Regions from separate parts of the Rattus norvegicus genome. Here region 2 is linked to region 1. A link is a contact called in public Hi-C data. All regions are on one chromosome and are shown on one strand. The core of a region is the stretch at or near the end of the contact, and the rest is flanking DNA. Distances in the headings are between cores, read along the strand shown. Region 1 overlaps Ank2 (ankyrin 2). Region 2 overlaps Ank2 (ankyrin 2).

Region 1 (6,617 bases), core at 2,901-5,400:
CTCAGATACTGGAAGACAGAGACATGCACAAACATGGAGGAGAGGGGAGGGGAGGGGAGGGGAGGGGAGGAGAGGGGAGGGGAAGGGAGGAGAGGAGAGGAGAGGGGAGGAGAAGAGAGGAGAGGAAAGAGAGGAGAGGAGAGGGGAGGGGAAGGGAGGAGAGGAGAGGGGAGGGGAGGAGAAGAGAGGAGAGGAGAGGAGAGGAAAGAGAGGAGAGGAGAGGGGAGGGGAGGGGAGGGGAGGTGAGAAGAGGAGAGGGGAGGGGAAGAGAAGAGAGGAGCGGAGAGGAAAGAGAGGAGAGGGGAGGAGAAGAGAGGAGAGGAAAGAGAGGAGAGGAGAGGGAGGGGAGGGGGAAGGGAGGAGAGGAGAGGGGAGGGGAGGAGAAGAGAGGAGAGGAGAGGAGAGGGGAGGAGAAGAGAGGAGAGGAAAGAGAGGAGAGGAGAGGGGAGGGGAAGGGAGGAGAGGAGAGGGGAGGGGAGGAGAAGAGAGGAGAGGAGAGGAGAAGGGAGGGGAGGAGAGGAAAGAGAGGAGAGGAGAGGGGAGGAGAAGAGAGGAGAGGAGAGGAGAGGGGAGGGGAGGGGAGGGGAGGAGGGAGAGAAGAGAAGACCACATGGGTAGGGAGACAACAGGTAAGCCAAAGGGAGAGGCCTTGGTAGAAGCCAATCTCACCAGCATCGATCGTGCTCCTCAACTTTGAGCCTCCAGGATAGCGAGAAAACAAATGTCTGTTGTTTAAAGCATCTAGCTTTAGCGTTTCTTTCTTTCTAAGGACATGAATGATAGGACAAGCACATAGGCTGACATCTATAAATAGGTTAATTTTTTTCATCCTGGCCAAATTTACTTGGCCCCCTCCTTCAAAGTCCTCTGTTTCCAGGAAGTCTCTAATTTGTGCTATTATGGCCAGTTTAAGGCTGACTCACGTCGCATTTGCTACTTATCCACAAATGTATTCTGTGCAGGCTTGCTAAGGAGAGCATACGAGGCCTTCAAGACTGTGAAAAGGGGAGGAACAGAAAGAGTGGCAGGGATACTCCTGAGCTGTAACAAATGTTCGCCCTCTTCTGGGGATCCATTTTGCTGTCTTGTTCACGTGCCATCAGGACATTAGTCTTTCCTTGGCGTCTGTCATGGCCAATATGGGCTCTAGCCAGCCACCCGTGCTAATTGTTTCCTAAGAAGTTGTCTCTCTCTTGACCTCAAGCGACTGGTCTTCAGGTGAATGCAGAGACAAGAGCAGTCTGGATTACAGCGGGCAACTGTTCTCGCTGTCCTTGTTAGAGCTTTCTGTGGTTGTTCTAGACCAAACAGTCCTGTCTCTTTGAGGAGCATAGACTGAACCATATTCCTCTATGAGGTGTGTGTGGGCTGTTCTGGTAGCCTTGCTCGCACTAAGTGGTGAGCTTTCCAAATGCTCGGATGTCATTTCTGTGCCAAGTGCACGGCAAGTAGTGGTTGCCCAGTGAGGAAACAGGTGGGTCCCTGACTTTTAGACTTTGAAGGACCATCTTGGTTTTTGATTAGTTATCGCTAGTCTCATGTAAAAGAGTTGGTGAGTCGGACTTGGTAAAGTGCAGAGGATTTAGAAAGGTGTAAGGTTCTGTTAGAAATGAGAGATCCTTCCTTACAGTCCCCCTCCTGCTTGCTGAAAAACACAGCGTACTGTCTGGGAGTAATTGCAGATAGGTGAGTCAGAGCATCACTGAAAGGAATAGCCCGGAGACCGAGGATGCAATCAAGCCTGAGTGGCAAGATAAAGTAAAATAAAAGAAAAAGAAAACCAATGAAATAATTCATAATATTATTCTGCTATACTCATAGGTTTGTGCCTAGCCCAGTCAGCACTGGAGAAGCTTCATCCATTAACAGATTGAAACAGATGCAGAGACCCCCAGCCAAGCATTATTGGAGCTCATGCATTCCTGTGGAAGAGTGGGAGGGAAGACTGTAGGAGGCAGAGGGGTCAAAGACACAGCAGGAACACCCACAGAATCAACTAAGCAGTGCTCATGGGGGCTCCCAGCGACTGAACTGACAACCAGGGAGCACGCGTGGGACTGACCCAGGCCCCAGGCATGAATGTTACAGTTGTGTGGCTTGGTCTTCTTGGGAGAATCCTAATGGTGGAAGCAGGGGCTCTCTGACTCTTTGGGCCAGCTTTTGGGATCCCTTTCCTCATACTGAGTTGTCATGCGTCCAGCTTTAATACAGGGGGAGGTGCCTAGTCTTACTGTACCTTGATCAGTCGTGTTGGGCTGATATCCATGTGAGGCCTGCCCTTTTTTGAAGAGAAGGTGGGAGGGGAGGGTTGGAGGGGAGAGGGACTAGGAGGAGAGGAGGAAGGGAAAATTTCAGTCAAGATCATATACATATACATCATATACATATGCATATACACACGCACATGTGCACACACACGTACACATATATAAAAGGTCAGGGAGAGATAATCAGTTTGGACTACAATCGTGTGTGTGTGTGTGTGTGTGTGTGCATGTGCAAGAATATATGTAAGGACAGCAGACAGGAGTAACAAAACAGCCAAGGACTGAGAAAGCTACCAAGATTTGACCAACCTTACATGGAAGAGGACACAGCTGTCTCAAGGCTTCCAAGGTGTAGGCTACAGGAAACCTGCTCTGTGTAGCAGAGCTTCTCCTCCTTTAGAAGTGATTTAAAAACCAGGTAAATTGTTCACTCCTCCTGCCCTTAATCCTGGTGCTGACCAGGCAGAGGTAGCCAGGTCTTTGTGAGGTCAATGCCAGCCTGGTCTACAAATGGAGTTCAGAGAACGCTTGTCTCAAACCACTCCCTACCTCCACAAAAAAAAAAAAAAAAAAAAAAAAAAAAAAAAAAAAAAAAAAAAAAAAATCGAATCTGAAGGCTAGTTCCCGTGGAAACAAAGACGTTACTTTTATTCTAAGTGGTGAAATAGTGCCCCCTAGTGGATTTCCTCCAGATAGCAGTGATAATAAAAATCGGGTGGCATAAAATGAAAGGGAATGCAGGCTGCTCTTGGGTGAACTGTCACAGGAGGGGACGGTTCTGTTTGCTGCTGATTTCTAGGAACTCATTAGTTTATGAATGAATTAACCATTAAACTGATTACTAATTTCTTCTTTCTGGAGAATATTCTATAGTTCACATATGAGAAAATGTTCTCAAATCTAGGCATTTTAGAGTTTTGCACCTAGCTCCTGTTGTAAAGTGAGTGAGCTCAGACTTCTTGGGAATAAAAGTATTAAAAATCCCATTCTGATGGTTGGTGGAATCAGTTTCATGGCCATTTTGCTAACTCTACTTTTCTGAATTGAGAAGTTGGACCTACAGGGTGAGGCCCATCTGTAGTCCCAGCCTTGGGAACACGAGCTCCTGCTTCAAAGAAAGAAAGGAAAGAAAAACAAAAAAAAATTCATAAGAGACCACAGATTTTTTTAATCACCAGGGAAGAATCCATTTAACAAAATTAAAGTTCTAATTTTAAATAATTCATTAAAACTCTAAAGGTACAAAAAGATCCTCTCTGAGAATTCTCCCTGCCTGTTTTGTTCCCCTCCAGGTTACCCATGCACTGATGTTGTATCCCCATTTGCCCCTCTGGGAACTTCTTAGGTGTTTTCTTTTCTTTGAATAGAAGGAATTCTACACGTTTTACCTATCATTTTATGAATAGATTCTGATGGAAAACGTAGTTATTTTAAATATCATAATATACTTTTAGTTCATAGCAGAAATGGCAACACTTTCCCATGGTGGGTGGATCTCTTTGGCATGTTGAAATGGTAGTTTTTATTGGAGCTCTGTCAGTTCTAATGGACTGATTGATTTACTTGTGTATTTTGTGGCACAGGACTTTGCCTTTGTCTGTGGCCCAGGCCCGTCTCTATAATTACTCTGCCTCAGCCTTTCCCCTGCTTGGATTATGGCCACATGATGTACTTGGCTGTCAACTTCTTCTCTCTTTAAAAAAGTGACTTAAACTTTTGTTTTTATATTTATGCAGTGTGTATGTGTGTGTTTTATATGTTTTCAGTGTATATGTGTGTTCACATGTGTGTGCACACGTGATTAGTGTGTGTGTTTATGCTGCTGTGCACTTGTGGGGGTCAGAGGACTACGTGTGGAAGTTGGTTCTCGTCTTCCACTATGTGGTTTCTGGCGATTGACCTCAGGTCATCAAGTTTGGCAGGCAGCAAAACCCTTACCCACTGAGCCATCCTGCTGGCCTGTGGCTGTCAACTTCCAATTAAACAATGCATTTATGTTTGCACGGTAAGTTATTACCGCACGTTCCCATTTTGTGGTCTGTTGGTTTTATGAGGCTGTAACCTTCCTGGTCTTGTTTCCAGTGCCTTAGTAACTGCCACCGCCATAGCAGCAAACACAGGACACAGTTACAGGCATCTGACATGTGCAACAAATGTTTATTGGAGAACAGAACAGTCTTCGGCACAGGAGATATTTTGCGTGTTCTTTTACATTAAAAAAAGACCCAAATGTTTATCTGCCCATTACTGAGATCATTTTTGATTAATTTCTTTATTTTCCTTTTGGGAAAATGATAAATTGGAGCAATATAGTTAGTAACTCATAGGTTATTTAACAAGACTCTTATGAAGCAGAAACAGTGGTGGGGATGAGAGAGAACAGCCAATTGCCTAGAACGCTGGTGGCACAAAGTCTACCGAGGAGTTGGTGACCTTTCAAGGTTGATTCTACCAGAACATATACTAGGGAGATAAAATTATTTTCCAAATATTTCTAGCATAGACTCCTTTTAGCATTGTTTATAATGCAATTTGATTAGGTTTCCGAGGCTTTCCAGATGCCCGAAGCTCCACTCGGTAAGTCAGGTCTCCACATGGACTGAGAGGTGGAACAACATTTGACATAAGGACTTCTAGACCACAACTAAGAAACCTACTCAGGATTTACCTTTCAACGAGAAGAACCCCAAAGAGAAAGCTCCTATTGCAGTCTTTGAACACATTCTCTTCATGGACAAACAATATTTTTGTGGTCAGACATCATAAAGTGTATTGCTTTGTCTTCGAGACGCAATTCAGTCTTGGGGCTTAGTCAAGCAGGGACTGGCTCACCCGGGTATGATTTACTCACGTGTGGAGCAGTTGCTGCTGTATTTCCATTAAGACTCTAAGATCCAGGGGAGGAAGAAATAGAGAACCCCTCGTGTCGGCAGTACGATTTTGGCAATATTTTAAAGGTTGGGAAAGCACTCTGCGACTGGTAGAAGAGTTTGGCTACTTCGGCATAAAGGTTGTTAAATGTGTCTTTAAGATGTTTAAGTTTTTCACTGGTGGTCGCACGTGCCTTTAAATCTCAGCACTTAGGAGGCAGAGGCATGCAGCTCTCTGTAAATGTAAGGCCAGCCTGGTCTATAGGTTAAGTTCCAGGACAACCAGGGCTACACAGGAAAAACCTTGTCTCAAAACAAAACAAAGCGGTGTCTAAGTGTTTCATTCATACTATTCTAAAGTCACGTGATAGGAAATAGGATGCGACCGACAGCCTCAATAGACACCGAGGGGAGAAATTTCACAGAGCCCCATTACTGGGCAAAGATATAGACCAGTAAGGGCTGACGAGAGTGGGACAGTCAGTCTTCTTCAGGGCTGGGCCCCCTAAGTGGTTATCCAGTGTCAAGTGCTGAGCTCTGAAACCACATACACACAAGCAGCACTACACAAACATCAGGTTGTGTGTGTGCATGTGTGTGTGTGCATGTGTGTATGTTCATGTGTGTGCATGTGTATGTGTGTGTATGCATACACATATGTATGTAACAGTAACAACTAAAAAGTGGCTCTGAATTTGAGAGGGAGTGAAGGGAACACGGGAGAGGTTGGAGGAAGAAAAGGAAAGGGAGAAATGATGTAATGGAGCTTTAATTAAAAATAAATTAATTAGGGGCTGGAGAGATGGCTCAACTGCTAAGAGCAATGACTGCGATTCCAGGCATCCTAAGTTCAAGTCCCAGCAACCACATGGTGGCTCACAACCATGTGTAATGGGATCTGATGCCCTCTTCTGGTGGGTCTGAAGGCAGCTATAGTGTACTCGCATAAATACATGAATAAATAAATAAATAAATAAATAAGTCTTTAAAAATAAATTAATTAAAAAATTATATGGCTGAAGAAGATTTTGTAAAATGGAGAAATGTTTGTATTTTATGAACCCAACTAATTGAAAAGAAAGAGCAGATAATTAAATTACGTAGGAAAAGTTGGAAAGTTAGACATGTTTTTTGTTTGACACGGGGTTTCTGCGTATAGCCCTGGCTGTCCTGGAAGTAGGTTGGTAGACCAGGCTGGCCTGGAACTCACTGATATACATACACCAGCCTCTGCTATTAAAGTGTTGGGATTAAAGGTATATACCACCACCACCTGGCTTAGACATACATTATTTTTTTAGGCTTCTCTAAGTATCAACTCTTACATTTAAAAAAAATGAGAGGAAGGACTATGTTTTCCTTTTAAACTTTTAAAAAGATTTATTTATTTGTTTGTTTATTTATTTATTTTGAGTGCTCTATCTTCATGTACACCTACGGGCCAAAAGAGGGCATCAGATCCCATTATAGATGGTTGTGA
Region 2 (6,617 bases), core at 1,968-4,467, 130 kb before region 1:
CACTGATGATTACAAGCTTGATACACTACACACAGAAGAATTTATGCTATTCAAAGGACTTCCGTATCCATGATATTTTTTCTTATGCATTTTTTCTTCTTTTTAAAGGCAGTACTGGGATTCAAACCCAGGACCTTCTTATGCCCTGTACCAGTGCTCTGTCACTGACCTCCACCCCCAGTGTCCCTGCCTTTTTGCCATCATGTTCAATTTCCTACCAGCTCTGTATTTTATAGTCACTTGCTTTTTTCACAGCAAGGAGCAGGACTGAAAGATCCTTAGGTACCGCTTAACGTAAGATCCCCACCTCATAATCGAGGAGACTGAGGTCTGGGGAGGTTTGCTAAGATTATAGATTTCCACTCCACCGTGGTGGCTCCCCTACCATCACTGCTTCCCAACCTACAAATCAACCTTGGATAGCTAAGAGCTACATTTCCTCACCTTAACTTTATTTTATCCAGTGTAGGCTTGAGAACAAACCATGTTCCTGAACCCTTTGGGCTGGGGTTGAGGGTGGAATATTTGCTGAGCTTATGTAAGGCCTTGGTGTTGATCCCTACAAACAAACAAACAAACAAACAAACAAACAAAACCAGGTTCTCTTCTCTAGGGTCACATCTTATTCTAGGATGCCTTAAACCAAAGTGTTTTCGGTGGGTTTCTTATGTAGACTCTTTCCCTCTTCGGTCAAGCTGGAGAGCCAATGGAGGGCCGCACATGCTGGGTAAGCATCCACCACTGAGCTGCCACACACCCCAGCCCACAGCCTCTCCGGTCCAAAGTACTTTCAAAAAGGTGTATTTATTCTTATGTATGTGAGTACACTGTCACTGTCTTCAGACACAGCAGAAGAGGGCATCAGATCCCATTACAGATGGTTGTGAGCCACCATGTGGTTGCTGGGATTTGAACTCAGGACCTCTGGAAGAGCAGTCAGTGCTCTTAACTGCTGAGCCATCTCTCCAGACCCCAGTGTACTTTTTAAATGAACTAAATGCATTCTTTGGTATTGTTATTTTTCCTCCCCTCTCCTCTCCTTTCCTCTCCTCCGTTCTTTCCTTTAAAAACATTGTCTCACTATTTAAAATAGCCTGGTTAGTGTGGAACTCCAATTGTAAAAAGACCTTGAACTCAGACATCCTCCTGCTTCCACCTAACTATGCATCTCAGGGTGACTTATAATAGCCTGTTTCTTTAGAGTTCAATTTATTACTTACATAAATCTGTTCTCTTCTCTTCCTCCGCTACTTCTTCCTCTGCACACAGCAGCGGGTATGTGTCAAATCCAGTTTTCCATGCCCCAAACTCCACTACTGAGCTATACCCAGCTTAAAAGATATTTATCCTATCAGTGCAAAGAAGTATGTTGTACACATTTGCACAAGTTTTTGACAGTGGTAAAGTTTGCAAATAAGTTTATAAAAACATTTATTGGAAAAGAAATTAGGTAGCATGAAAGCAGTTCTTAATTTTCATCATCATCATCATCATCACCATCACCACCACCACCATCATCACCACCACCACTACTAGCATCATCATCATCATCACCACCACCACTACTACCAGCAGCAGCAGCAGCAGCAGCAGCAGCAGCAGCAGCAGCAGCAGCAGCAGCAGCATTTGACACAGGGTCTCAAAGCAACCCAGGCTAGCCTCAAAATCAGTATGTAGCTGAGGTTAACTTGAATTGCTGACCCTCCTGTCCCCACCTCCCCAGTGGACACTGTGATTACAGGAACGCTGCACCATACCCAGCCCAGTTCTAAATATCTTTTGACATTAACTTGCACTTAAGATTTTGTAAAAATTAGTTTTTTTTTTCTTTTTCTTTTTTTCGGAGCTGGGGACCGAACCCAGGACCTTGCGCTTGCTAGGCAAGCGCTCTACCACTGAGCTAAATCCCCAACCCCAAAAATTAGTTTTTAAACAAAATGCTTTTGACTTTCTAGTGCCATCTTGTGGCCGGAATTTGCTGTTAAAACTGAAGTTTGTTTTGCAAATGCTTAATTGCTTGATAGTTTAAGTCTATGCATATTCAATGTCTCATTAGAGGGAATTAACCTTGCAAATTATAGAAAGGAAGTGCTAAATCGGCCTTGAATAATGACTTGTGGAATCATTTTGTAACGTCGATGACTGTCAGTCCACTTAAGAAAACGCATTAAAAAGGAAAGACTACTGGAGAAGTATCATCCAGCTGAACGTGTTTAAAGGCTAGACTCTATCTAGCTCAAGGTCAGTCTGTGAATTTGTCAGGAAGAATTCTATCTGGCTGTGGCTCTATGCAGGCCATACTCATTCCTACTGTGGCAAATGTCTAGTTAAAACACTTGCTAAATGCACTGGAACTCTCTCTGTAGACCAGACTTGGCGACTGGCTTTGAACTCACAGAATTCCTCCTCCTTTTGCATCTGGAGTTCTGGGATTGAAGGTGGGCATTACCATGCCCAGGAGTTGCTAATTTTAGAGGTTGAAAGCAATTTACAGTGGCTGTTTAAACTGAATTTTGGGCAACTGCTTAGCTGTTTCAGAAGTTTAACTGGCCGGGACTATGCATTATGTGAGGAGGCAGTAGACTGGTCCACAGTCCAATTTCTCAAAGCAAAGGGGCTTCCCAGCCCCTCTGTCCATGGTTGTCTCTTCAGTAGTCTCCTTTTGACTCTCACGGGGCCATAGAACACTTCTATTTACCTCTGTGAATCGTTGCCAAAGCACAGTTTACAGAGATCGTCTCGTTCCCCAAGTTTATACAGGATCTGACTTCCTACCTAGCTGGACTCCTGGGAGGAAACACAGTCGGTAGCTTATAGTCCTCCAGGCCCTCAGAGCACAGGTCGGCACACATTTGAGCTGAGCCTACAACTTCACCCAGATTTATCTCCCGACAAACAGGAGATTCTTCTGCGAAGAAATCATTCCCTCCAGGCTCACAGACTTAATCTCGAGGGATTTCCTGTATTTCTCCTTCAATCTTCCTGACTCCCATCTCCTTGGCTCCCTTTAATGCCACTTATAGAAAACCTGTGCACGGCAGTGGCAGAGGCTCAGCTGGGGCTCAGAAGCCAGTACAGGATCTGCTGTGTCTCAATATTAAGGGAACTGGGGCTGGAAAGATGGCTCAGGGGTTAAGAACATTTACCACTCTGAGGATTTGAGTTCAGTATCTAGCAACACATAGTAGCAGGTCACAACCACTCCAGTTCCAGGGGATGCGATGCCCTCTTCTGGTCTTTGAGAGTATTTGGCATCCACATACCCATCCACACGCATCTGAACATGCGTGTACACATGAATAAAAAGGAAAGTATTCTTAAAGGGAAAACATCTCATTTAGCTCATGGCAGTTGTAACCACACGGGGGGGGGGGCAAGGCTGAAATTTAAATACACTGTTGCTTCTTATTTTGTTGGACATTATGTTTCTTTTGACTCCTGGTATTTCATAGCCAGTCTCTACACTGGAAATGCCGGAGACTCGGTTCTGCTTTCTTATTTGGGACAGAGTTCCCATTTCAGCTCTAAATTAAAGAAGTGACTAGAGACCAGGCTGTAGAAACCGGGTGTAGTGTCCACATCTGGGCAGTGTGTGCTCTTCTGATAGCACTTGGGTAGTGAGGGACCAGGATGGAGACCCAGGATTCAGAGTCATAGTGCCTCTGAGGCCAGGCTGCATTACACAAGACCCCATCTCTACTCAACCCTCCCCAACAAGTTTTATCAATAAAACATTTAAAGAATGTGTGAGTGGGGCTGGAGAGATGGCTCAGTGAGAAGTGCTCGCCGGGCACACACAGCACACTGAGTTTCTCCCCCAGCATTGCAAAAACAGACTGGCACACAAGTTAGGTGTACTGAGGACCGTAGGTTCGTGCTGGGGGAAGACAGCCAGCCCGCTGTAGTGCAGTCTGATTGCGTTAGGTGGATGCTCACAGGAGTTAGAACACCTCTGGTCCTGAACTTACAAAGTAACAGTGAAGACTAAGGAAGGGAGGCCAGCTTAACAAAGCCAAGAAACTGAAACGGTGAATTAGACTTGGTATGTACACCTTTTATTACAGCATATAAAGCATATTTAGAGCCGTGGGTCCTGCCTGGGAGGTAGCAGACAGTCCTCATAGGCCATGATAGAGTGACTTCTGGCATGGTCTGTTGGACACTACCTAGGGTGTATCAGATTCTTGGAATTCCATATTTTCTTCCTCTACATTTTGCCAAAAGCCAGGACATCAAATTCCCTTCTTCTTGAAGAGTTAGATCTCCTAGGATAATTCCCAAAGCGGGTTTGGAGGGTAGTGTTTATTAGGGCTTCGTGGATCCTGGGAATTTGTAGTGTGGAATGAAGACTCTCTACTTGATCTCACTTTCAGGTGCATAGAGCTTCAGGCAGCAGGAGCAGGGGTGGTGCTGCCTCCTAGAGGAAGTCATGGAAATGAGTGACACTTCGAGTTGTCCTGTCTCTGGATTTGGGTTAGAACGTACACTTTTGGCTTTCCTGGATTTCCAGCTTGCCAATGAAAATTTCTGAGGCATAGGCTTCATGGTCCCACCATCCCATTCCTGTTTCTTCACATGTACAGCCATGTATGCATTTCCTGTTCCTGGATGGCTACAGCAGTGTTTATACCTGGTCTTTCTTCTCCTTTTCTGTCAGTGCTGTATGAAGTAACAACAGGTAGTCCCTCCCTCCCTCCCTCCCCCTCTCCCTCCCCCTCCCTCTCCCTCCTCCTCTCCCTCCCTCCCTCCCTCCCCCTCTCCCTCCCTCTCCTCCCCCTCTCCCTTCCTCCCTCTCCTCCTCCTCTCCCTCTCTCCCTCTCTCCCCTTCCTTCTTTTCTCTCTGTCTCTTTGCCTTCCCACCACCCCCAATCTGATTCAGCCCCTCCGACTCGTGCAGACAGAAGGTTGGGTGTGTGCTCTTTGTCCCTTTACCAATGGGAAGAGAATTAGAAATCACTCAAACTGCCTTCACTCCATTCTCCATATCCCTGGTGAGTAGGTGATACTGAGGGGGAGTCCCAGGGAATAGTGGGGTCACCGATCTGGAGGTCTGGAGGGTCCAGGACTGGGAGCAGATGGTGGAGAGCTATCCTGGGTTATTGAAATGTCACTGGAGAGAGATTGTCTCATGTCTTGTGCTTGCTTTGGAGTTTCTCTTTGCTGATGCCACACGAAGCTTCCTGTAGGACAGCAGCATGTGGCATGAACCTTGGGTAGCCTATTGTTCTCGCTCCATTTTGGTGGTGTTAGTCCAAGGCTCATCGTGGTAGAGAGAGCAGGTGACTCATCCAATTGCAGACTCATCCAATCTTCTCCTAGCAATTATCTTTTTATGAGTGCATTTTAATTGCGTGGAAAATGAGCTTTCTGCCCATTGCTTTCTTTTGTCTGTGGCTCTGAGATACAGGGATGCATGTCAATGTGTCCTCTTAGACATTACAGGGCAGGATGATTGGAAAGTGGTTTGTGCCAGCAGAGGGCTAAGCTGAGAGGAACATGGAGGGGGGACACTGAGAGCAGAGACTGCCTCACTGGCATTGTGTTCTGGAAGGCTATATATACCCACAACAAGCCAGGGGCTCGATACATTGCGGGTGCCCATAACTGTTTGATTTCGTTTTATTCTCTGGCGTTTGATTTATACTCTTGGAGCTATTTTCTAGACCACAGGTCTCTCTGGTTAGCCCTGGCTGTCCCAGAATGCACTGTGTAGACCAGGTTGGCTTTGAATCACAGAGATCCACCTGCCTCTGCATCCGGAGTCCCCGGATTAAAGCTGTGCACCACCACAGCTGGCCACAGAACACAGTTTCACATGTCGCCTCAAGAAGCCACCTTTCATTACCTTTACTGTTGTCTTTCAAACTGTTGGGTGACTTTTCCTGGAAAGATTTAAAGAAATGTCTGTTCCTCCGAGGCAGAGAGGACACTGACAGAACTGACAGACAAAGAAAGGATTCTAGGGGCTGGAGAGATGGCTCAGCGGTTAAGAGCACTGACTGCTCTTCCAGAAGTCCTGAGTTCAAATCCCAGCAACCACACGGTGGCTCACAACCATCTGTAATGAGATCTGATGCCCTCTTCTGGTGTGTCTGACAACAGCGACAGGGTACTTATAATAAATAAGTAAATAAGTAAATAAATAAATAAATAAATCTAGAAAGAAAGGAAGGAAGGAAGGGAGGAAAGAAGGAGGGAAGGAAGGAAGGATTCTGTCCAGGGCCAGCCGAGCGGAGCAATGAGTTGAGTGGAGTTACTCACAGAGCACGGGTGACTCAGACAAGCTCCACCTCACCACCTCAGCTGCTGCTTTTCTCTTATTTGGTGGCCTTTGAAACCTTGAATCTGGGATCTCGATAAGCATCTCATTGTCCTGTGAGCCTTGAGTCTTGTGACTCACCCATCTCTCCCTACCAGGAAGTACGGAAAGCCCTGACCTCCTGAGCATCTTGTATGGGTCATCACAGCAGCTCTCTTTCAAGATGGTAATGATCATGTGCAACTCAAAGAAGTGGCTACAGCTTGTCGTGCATTGGAATCACCCGGAGGGGTTGATAAAACAGACTCCCGAGCCCCCCACCCCCTCCATGATCTCTCTTTGAGACGGCGTTTCTTCA

The links. A called contact is a pair of places that touch in the nucleus more often than the background predicts.
Region 2: a Hi-C map of liver shows a contact between it and region 1, with 4 times the contacts expected there. The contact joins two enhancer-like sites. A contact is called at or near these places in 9 of 12 Hi-C or Micro-C datasets (the A7r5 cell line, the Rat2 cell line, Schwann cells and 4 more) and 1 of 1 datasets of contacts at active chromatin or transcription factors (oligodendrocytes).

What each region holds. Positions count from the first base shown.
Region 1 is chr2:218,446,899-218,453,515 of GRCr8, reverse strand. The region is part of intron 1 of Ank2 (ankyrin 2); the gene reads left to right. Among named protein-coding and RNA genes, the nearest start is that of Trnav-aac18, 63 kb to the left of the region's middle. Within about 2 kb of position 4,150, at least 2 of the 93 cell types and tissues checked have an H3K27ac peak or open chromatin away from gene starts, as enhancers often do. A contact at or near this core is called in liver, where this site is marked.
Region 2 is chr2:218,576,406-218,583,022 of GRCr8, reverse strand. The region is part of intron 1 of Ank2 (ankyrin 2); the gene reads left to right. Among named protein-coding and RNA genes, the nearest start is that of Ank2, 49 kb to the left of the region's middle. Within about 2 kb of position 3,217, at least 3 of the 93 cell types and tissues checked have an H3K27ac peak or open chromatin away from gene starts, as enhancers often do. A contact at or near this core is called in liver, where this site is marked.